Regions from separate parts of the Gossypium raimondii genome. Here region 2 is linked to region 1. A link is a contact called in public Hi-C data. All regions are on one chromosome and are shown on one strand. Each heading gives the region's core, a stretch centred on a gene start, on an enhancer-like site or on the middle of the called end of the contact. The rest is flanking DNA. Distances are from core to core; before and after follow the strand shown.

The links. A called contact is a pair of places that touch in the nucleus more often than the background predicts.
Region 2: a contact with region 1 is called in a Hi-C map of leaf, with 2.8 times the contacts expected there. The contact joins the promoter of LOC105791830 here to the enhancer-like site in region 1. A contact is called at or near these places in 2 of 2 Hi-C or Micro-C datasets (both in leaf).

Annotation. Positions count from the first base shown.
Region 1 is chr8:48,732,580-48,736,298 of ASM2569854v1, reverse strand. No RefSeq gene overlaps it. Among protein-coding and RNA genes, the nearest start is that of LOC128042943, 8.1 kb to the right of the region's middle. Within about 2 kb of position 1,793, the one cell type or tissue checked has open chromatin away from gene starts, as enhancers often do. A contact at or near this core is called in leaf, where this site is marked.
Region 2 is chr8:48,839,412-48,843,130 of ASM2569854v1, reverse strand. LOC105791830 (arabinosyltransferase XEG113) reads right to left here and starts at 2,061. Exons shown (of 13, transcript XM_012620074.2): 1 at 1,682-2,061; 2 at 1,066-1,293; 3 at 787-992; 4 at 328-433. The coding sequence starts at 1,874.

The DNA.
Region 1 (3,719 bases), core at 544-3,043:
ATTTTATAATTTTAAAATAATTTTATTGATTTTATTTTTTAAATAGTTTTATAATTTTTGAATTTCAAAAATTAAAATATTAATTAAATGTTGACATGTAACGCTAGGAAGTTAAAAAGTTAACTTTTCTATTCATTTTGAGGTAACTTGACAAAAACGTAAATTTAAGGACTAAAAATAATGAAAAATTAAATGGAAGGCTAAAATCTTTTTTTTTTGTAAAGTTAGAGGTCAAATAAGTCATTATGTTTATACATATTGCATATGTTAATTTATTATTAATTAATTTCAAACCATATACTTCATTATTTATTTTATGTTATTTTGAAGCATGATAAAATTTCTAATATATATGACTAAATTGGGCCAAAACTTAATAATATTGCATAAATTATATGGTCAAACAAATCATCATGGCTGCACATATTCTTTCTCTTCCAAAACTTAAAGACAAGTCCTAAATTGGGCCAAGGTCCAAAGCCACAAGTCCTGGCCAATAACTTTGGCAGGTAGAAGCTGCGCCTTGATGCGAAAATGGCTTAATATATTATTTGTAATTTGAGTTGTAATCCTACCTCTAATTTAGAAAAGAATATGTTTAAGAATGTAACACAATTTAACAATACTTAAAATACTTTAGTTTTTATTATTTTTAATTAAAAAATTAAATATAAAAAAGAATAAAATTGTTATTATTTAAAATTCATTAAATTTTAGCAAATCCAATCCAAATCAGCCTGATATTGGACATACCTTATAAGTGAGAACCACTATGTTGCTCGAGTTATGGGCTATGGCTTGCCTCTAATTCAAGAGAAGATGGAGGAATTATCACACAATTACAAGATCTTCTATTTTATATCACTATAAATTTTTCTTTGAAATTAGAACTAAAAGTAAGAGGCTACGAGTCTGTTCACGTTTACGAAATATCCTTCTTGTTAATGTCAACGGGAGGACATCAAAAAGCACATGCATGGCAAGCATTAACTACGCTTCAAAGTAGCTATATGTGAGTAGTTTAATACTGAACCCTAATATAGAAAATTAAGTTACATAAGATTGCACATGATCCAATGATCACATTCTAAAATTAGCAACTTTTATAACATAAGAACAAAACTCAATCTTCCTTATTTTCCTATTGACTTTGTAAAGCCCCTTCCATATATTGGGGGCAGCATTTATGTGTTCCACAAGCTTTATTAAAATACCTGTCGTACGATAGAAATTGAAGTTGATAAAAGTTGAGTTTTTTAAAAGGTTAATATTTTTTGTTTTTTGATGAATCTGTGTAAAATATTTTCTGTTGTGTTGATAAATTTCTTGAAAATATTTCATAAAAGTTGTTTTCAATAAAACAAACGATATTTGATATTTTCTTATATTTTCATTGTTTAATTGAGTTTACTTTATATTTATAAATTTATATTTTACATTATTTTTGCATATGTTAAAATATTTTGCTAAATTTAAGGTCATTACAACATTATTTTTAGTTACATGACTACTAATTAAGTATTTTTATTTAAAACGTAACATCAACAAAATTGACCAACAAATTTAATAAGGTTAACAATTGGGCTTGATTTTAAAATCTGTAAAATAGAGAGACTAAATTCTTGAAAATAAAAGTACAGGGATTAGATTCTTGAAAAAAAAGTACATGGACTGAAAGTTTAGGGATATTCTAGAGTTAAAGAACTCATTTGATAGCCTAGGGATCATTGGAGGCGTCTTTAATGCGTTGAGTGAGGTTCAACGGGAGGATATTTTCTCTAGGTTGTTATTGGATCCGAAAAAAAGTAATTGAGCAGGTTGATATCATTGGTCGGGAACTTCGTTGCCATTGGTGGGGTTTTCAATGAAAACTTGTTGGGTGTTTTGATGATTTCATTTCGCTATGTTGAATTGTGAAGTTGATAGGACTCCATAAAATATTATGGTTGATATCGATTTTGACATCATGTTGAGGCAAGAACGGCTCATGATGACTTTCAATTTTTGAATGATATTAGTGGTGTTGGCCTAAGAATTGTAGTTCATTGAGGAGCATAGTCAACCGAGAATATTTTTCTATGGACTCCACCTTCCCTTAGGGGAATGAAGTTCAATGTCACAGGTGTTGTAATGAATGTTGAAGTGGGTTGTGGTGGGTTTTGAGAGACAATAAATGAGCAGCCTACGTGATGTTCATTAGGTCGATTGAAGTTACGAAATTGGTAATGGCTGAGGCAAGAGCCATAAAAATAGCCGTGAAGATGTTTTATAGTAAGGGATGGCATGAGAAAGTTCCTCTAGTTATTGAGTTTGACTTGTGTGTTGTTCTGAAGTGGTTGTTGGTTTGGAGCTATAAACCGTGGATGTTGTGGAATCTAGTCATTGGTATTGTCTGTGGTTTTAATAAACTGTTGTAGGTTCAACTCGTAATTATAATCCGTCAAGGCAATTGTATGGGCAAAAGCAAGTTTTAGGAGATCTTCGTTGTTTAAAGCTTGGTGGCGATTTTTGTGATTGTTTGAGTTGTAGTTGGTTACTTCATTTCATGTTGTTCTTTAGTGTGTAAGGCTACTATGGGTGTTTTGTAATCTGGTCGTCTTTGTAAGAGGTTGGATTTCTCCAACGTCTTTCTTTTTTTGTTATCGTTATATTGATTGAGCAAAAAAAAAAAATTGGACTTATGACATATTTTAACTTTTAGATTAAAAAGTATTTATTGTTAATATATTTATAATTATAATAGATATTTATTATTAAAATAAAATAAAAATATTAAATAATTTATTAAAATAATAAATTATATTAATAATTTATTATATAGTTAAATATAAGTAATTAAATATGTATGTTTAATAATATTGAAAATTATAATATTTTAACAAAAGGTTACATGTCGTCTCTTATTTATCAAAATGTTATTCTTTCAAAACCCTACTATTTGTTGCTTATTAAAAGAATGATTTTAATTTTCTTTTTACAAACCAATTTAACCAAAGACTTAATAATATATTTTATATTATATAAAAGTGTAAACTTCAAAACTACAAAAGGTAACTACGTATACACTTTAAAAATTTTAAATTAATAAAGTTATTTTGTTTTAATATATACTTGTATTAAATAATAATTAAATCAACTACAGATATTAATTAGGAGATATTAAAACCTCCTCTCTCTTTTCGTAAAAGATAGATAAGACATAATGATCTTTTTGGTCTTCCAATTTTAAAATAAAAATCGTTTTAGTTTGTTATTTAATTTTTCATGTTTTAACTCCTTAAACTTGTATTTTATTTTGTCAAATCATCTCAAAATGAATGGAAAATTTTGTAACACCTCTAACTCGTCTTCGTCGCCGAATTAAGGTTACGGAGCATTACCGTACAATCGGAAAACACTTAACATCATAACATTTAAATAAATTAAACATATAATAAACCATTCATTCACATGCATTTTGTCCCTAAATCGAGCCTTCGAGGCCTTAATCATAGCTTGGAAGTGATTCGGGACTAATTTGAAATAAAACAGGAAGTTTAAGAAAAAGTTACAAAATTTGGAAAATAAGGGTCACACGGTTGTGTGACAGCCTGTGTCCTAGGCTGTGTGAATCCAAAATTTACCTAAAAACAAGCCATTTCAAATCCATTTCATAACTAACCATTCAAACCATTTGAGCACACAATCAAGGGATTCAAACACCATCCAAATTCACACAA
Region 2 (3,719 bases), core at 812-3,311, 110 kb before region 1:
GAAGGAGTCACAAGACTGGTAATAAGAGTAAAAAGAAGAAAATGATAAATTTATAAGTTAGACATTCTCTAATTCAATGCACTGAGTGTTAACAACAAATGGAAAAAAAGGCTTAAGGCTGCAGTGCAAACTGAGCAGTCCCTGCTTCATAAATGAAGAGTTTAACACTTAACATAGAAGGTGAAAGCAATCTAAAGGCAGCGTAGGATATGCGAAATTAAAACGCCACATCAACCGACAACCTTTCTACTCTCTTCTCCTAGAAAAGAAGAGGGCAGGTCTCCAGTAACAATACTACTCTGGGCCACAACTTGAAACATTTTTTACCTTGTTTCCAATCAGCCAATCTGTCATCAACAACTGTTGGCACAACTTGGTCGCTTGAAGTTAAGATATCAGCATCAGGGTACTGAGCAAGATATGGAAGCGGATCCTGTGGAAAGGGGCAAGCCACATCAAGTATGACTTTAATGTATATCTTCTGAAGTGACCATTAAGGATCATGATTTAAAATATAAAGAAATGATGACAGCAGAGTAAGAAGCATTACACAAGCCAATAAAAGTACACACAAAGCAAATGCAACCGCCAGGAAAAACTAGTATTTCTCACTGAAATTTTATTTCTTATAGAATCAGAGAAATCCATATTCTTCCACAGTATGATAGCATTGTAATAAAATAAAACTTATCCAATTTAAGGGAAGAAAAAGTGAAACAATCAAACTATAGCTTAGTGTCATGTAAACAACAAAGAAAAACTTGATCTGGATAGGAAAGGGAGTACCTTGAGCCACACCATGTCTGTATCACACATCAATAGCTCATAACCAAAAGGAAGTATAGCATTTATAAGTAATACTTTCTCTCTCCCCATTTTATGAAATGTAGGAGAGCCCCATCCAACATCTATTGTGCTCATATGGCTGCCCATATCAAATACTGGAACACCTTTCCAATACAAAGCCTCCAACAGTTTGGTGTCCATAGCACCTAAATCACAACGATTCCAATTCATTGTCCACTTTTAAGCACAGTTAACTGCAGGAAGATTTTAACAACTTACCAACAAGAAGATTAGAAACATCAAGATCCGTCAAGTGTTTAACCCAAGTCAAGATGAAATCCATAAACGCAAAGTTGCCAAAGGTGACAATAATGACATTGTCTTTCGCCCTTTCTCCAACCAGTTCTTTTGTTAATTTAAAGGACTCCAAAGGTGGCATTTTCGAATTACTAGGCGGAGCCTCCCATATAGTTTTCAACTGGTTGCTACCAGGTTGTGATGCTTTGTCTGTTGGTTGAGAAATGTTGTTACTGAAATTAGAACCACCATCTACCATTTGAGGACATCAGTTAATAAAATCATGTAATTGACTAATGGTAAAGCAAATGCTAAAAGAGTGAAGTTGATGTACTGAACAGAACATCATAATAAAAGGTATCAAAGAAAGTCTTCAAAATTGCAACATAATTCCATAAAAGAAGCTAGGGGAAGAAAGGGTCTAACATACAAACAAAAAGTCAAACTAACAAAAACCCATTAGCAATATTCCATTTTGATTAGGATCCAATAACGAAAACAATGTTTACTCAGTTGTTCTAATAACATATGATCAGCCATTTGTACATACATAGAAGCTTAAATTAAAAAACAAAAGAAAAAAGAACAAGGAGCGTACTTTGGGAGAGAGGAGGGGAGGAAAGCCAAGAAGTAGAGATAGACTGGGTGCTGGTGGGAGCGGATGGAGAGTAAATGGCGGAGAACACATAAAAAGAAGTCGCCACTATCCCCACGATAATGGTGGTGTATATCGTCAGAAACAGCGGTTTAGAAGCAGCAGCCTCTTGAACTGCGTTTCTCCATCCCCCCATCTTTGCTGTGGGTTCCAACTTGATCTCTTTTTGGCGTTGAATTTTTTCAGGATGAAAATGCGAAACAAAGGAAAGGGGGTTTCGATTATAGTAGTCCGGACTCCATGTTTAATTTAGGAGTTTTCAGATCAAATTCAATAGCTGTAGCAACTTGTTATGTAAGAGCTGTAGGTTATAGCTTGGTCAACTTTCCCAGCCCATTGTCTTTTATTTATATCACAAATCAGTCATTACTATTATTTTAGAATTTACCATGTGGCAAGCTGGCATAAGGACTATATAAAATTTACAACAACATAGAAGAGAATAGATTTCTATTGAGTCATACACAAAATGGCAAGCGATAAGTGGTTTTAAGATCAGGGTGTCTGGTGCAGAGCAGAGCTTGGTGATGGACAACATTTCAGAATCTTGTCCGAATTTTGTGGGATTATGGCTTGGTTTTTACTTGGAAAACATTTTACAATCCCTTCATTTGATACATGTTTTAGTCAATGAAAATTTCATTTTGCTTACAAAATAACAAATATTTCACTAGAGTGAAAACCCCCTCGGTTCACACTCAGGGATTTTCAAGAAATTTTTAATTAATCTACGTAAAATTAAATTTTATTTGTAAAAGTAAAGGGAATAAAAAGTTGGAAAGGTGATATAATTGGTAGATTAGAAAAATTAAAGGAAAGTTCATCTTAGCATATAAAACAAACCATTCTAAATATTTTACAACACCAAAAAATTCATTCTAAATTTGAATAAGAGGAGGTGAGAAATGAGAGATGTAACTATACATATTTAAGTAAAAATACCATAATAATTTCTATATTGCATTTTTTCTTCGAGTAAAAAAAATAAGTAAACTGATCTTTTTGCGCACATGTGAAAAAGAAATTATTTAAAAGTGTTAGGATATTATTATATGATATTATCTCTTAGCAATTTGATTCATAATGGATATTATAGGATATTATCTTTTAGCAATTTGATTCCTACGTAGCTACTATTGTATAGATATATATATCCTTAAGGTCTATCAATAAAATTCAAGTGGCATCTGAGCAAGGTTTTTGACACAATTTTTTTTCTTTCATCATTCTAAATGCTTGGCGGCGAGTCTTCTCCTCCTCCATCACCACCAAGGAGGGCGACACTTCCTGGTTTTACCGTTGAACAATAGTAGTCTCTTTTAGCGGTGTTTGGTAATAAACAATCAACTTCCACTCGGTTGAATGGTAAGTCCAAGAATAATTGGATTATTGATACGGGGTGTTCAAATCATGTTACGAGTGATCTTATGTGTTTGACGAATGTGAGAGATGTTGTAGCATGTTCCATAGGACTCTCTGATGGCCAAACAATGGTGGCTACCCAAGAAGGAATGGTTAAATTGAGGACAAAATTCAATTAAAACACGTTCTTTACATTCCTAAATTAAACTGTAATTTAATTTGGTTTCCTAGTTGAATGATGATATGAACTGTTTTGTCCAATTTTCTACTAACATATATGCTATTCACCTTCATTCGAGGGAGCTGATTGGAGCGGGTGAGAGATGAGATGGACTTTACTACTTCCGGCATGTTTCGATGGTCAAAGTGGTTTCAATTGAAGCTTCATCCTCTTTGGAACTTTGGCATAGAAGATTGGGTCACCCTTGCGAGAAAGTAGTAAAATTACTTCCTTATGTTAGTAACTCTAGAGATAATCTAAATAAAACATGTTAAATTTGTCATCGTGCTAAGCAGGCTAGAAATAACTTTCCAATTAGTGAACAAAAAGCCACTCGTATTTTTGAGTTAGTTCATTGTGATTTATGGGGTTTTTATGACACTCCTTCATCTTGTGGAT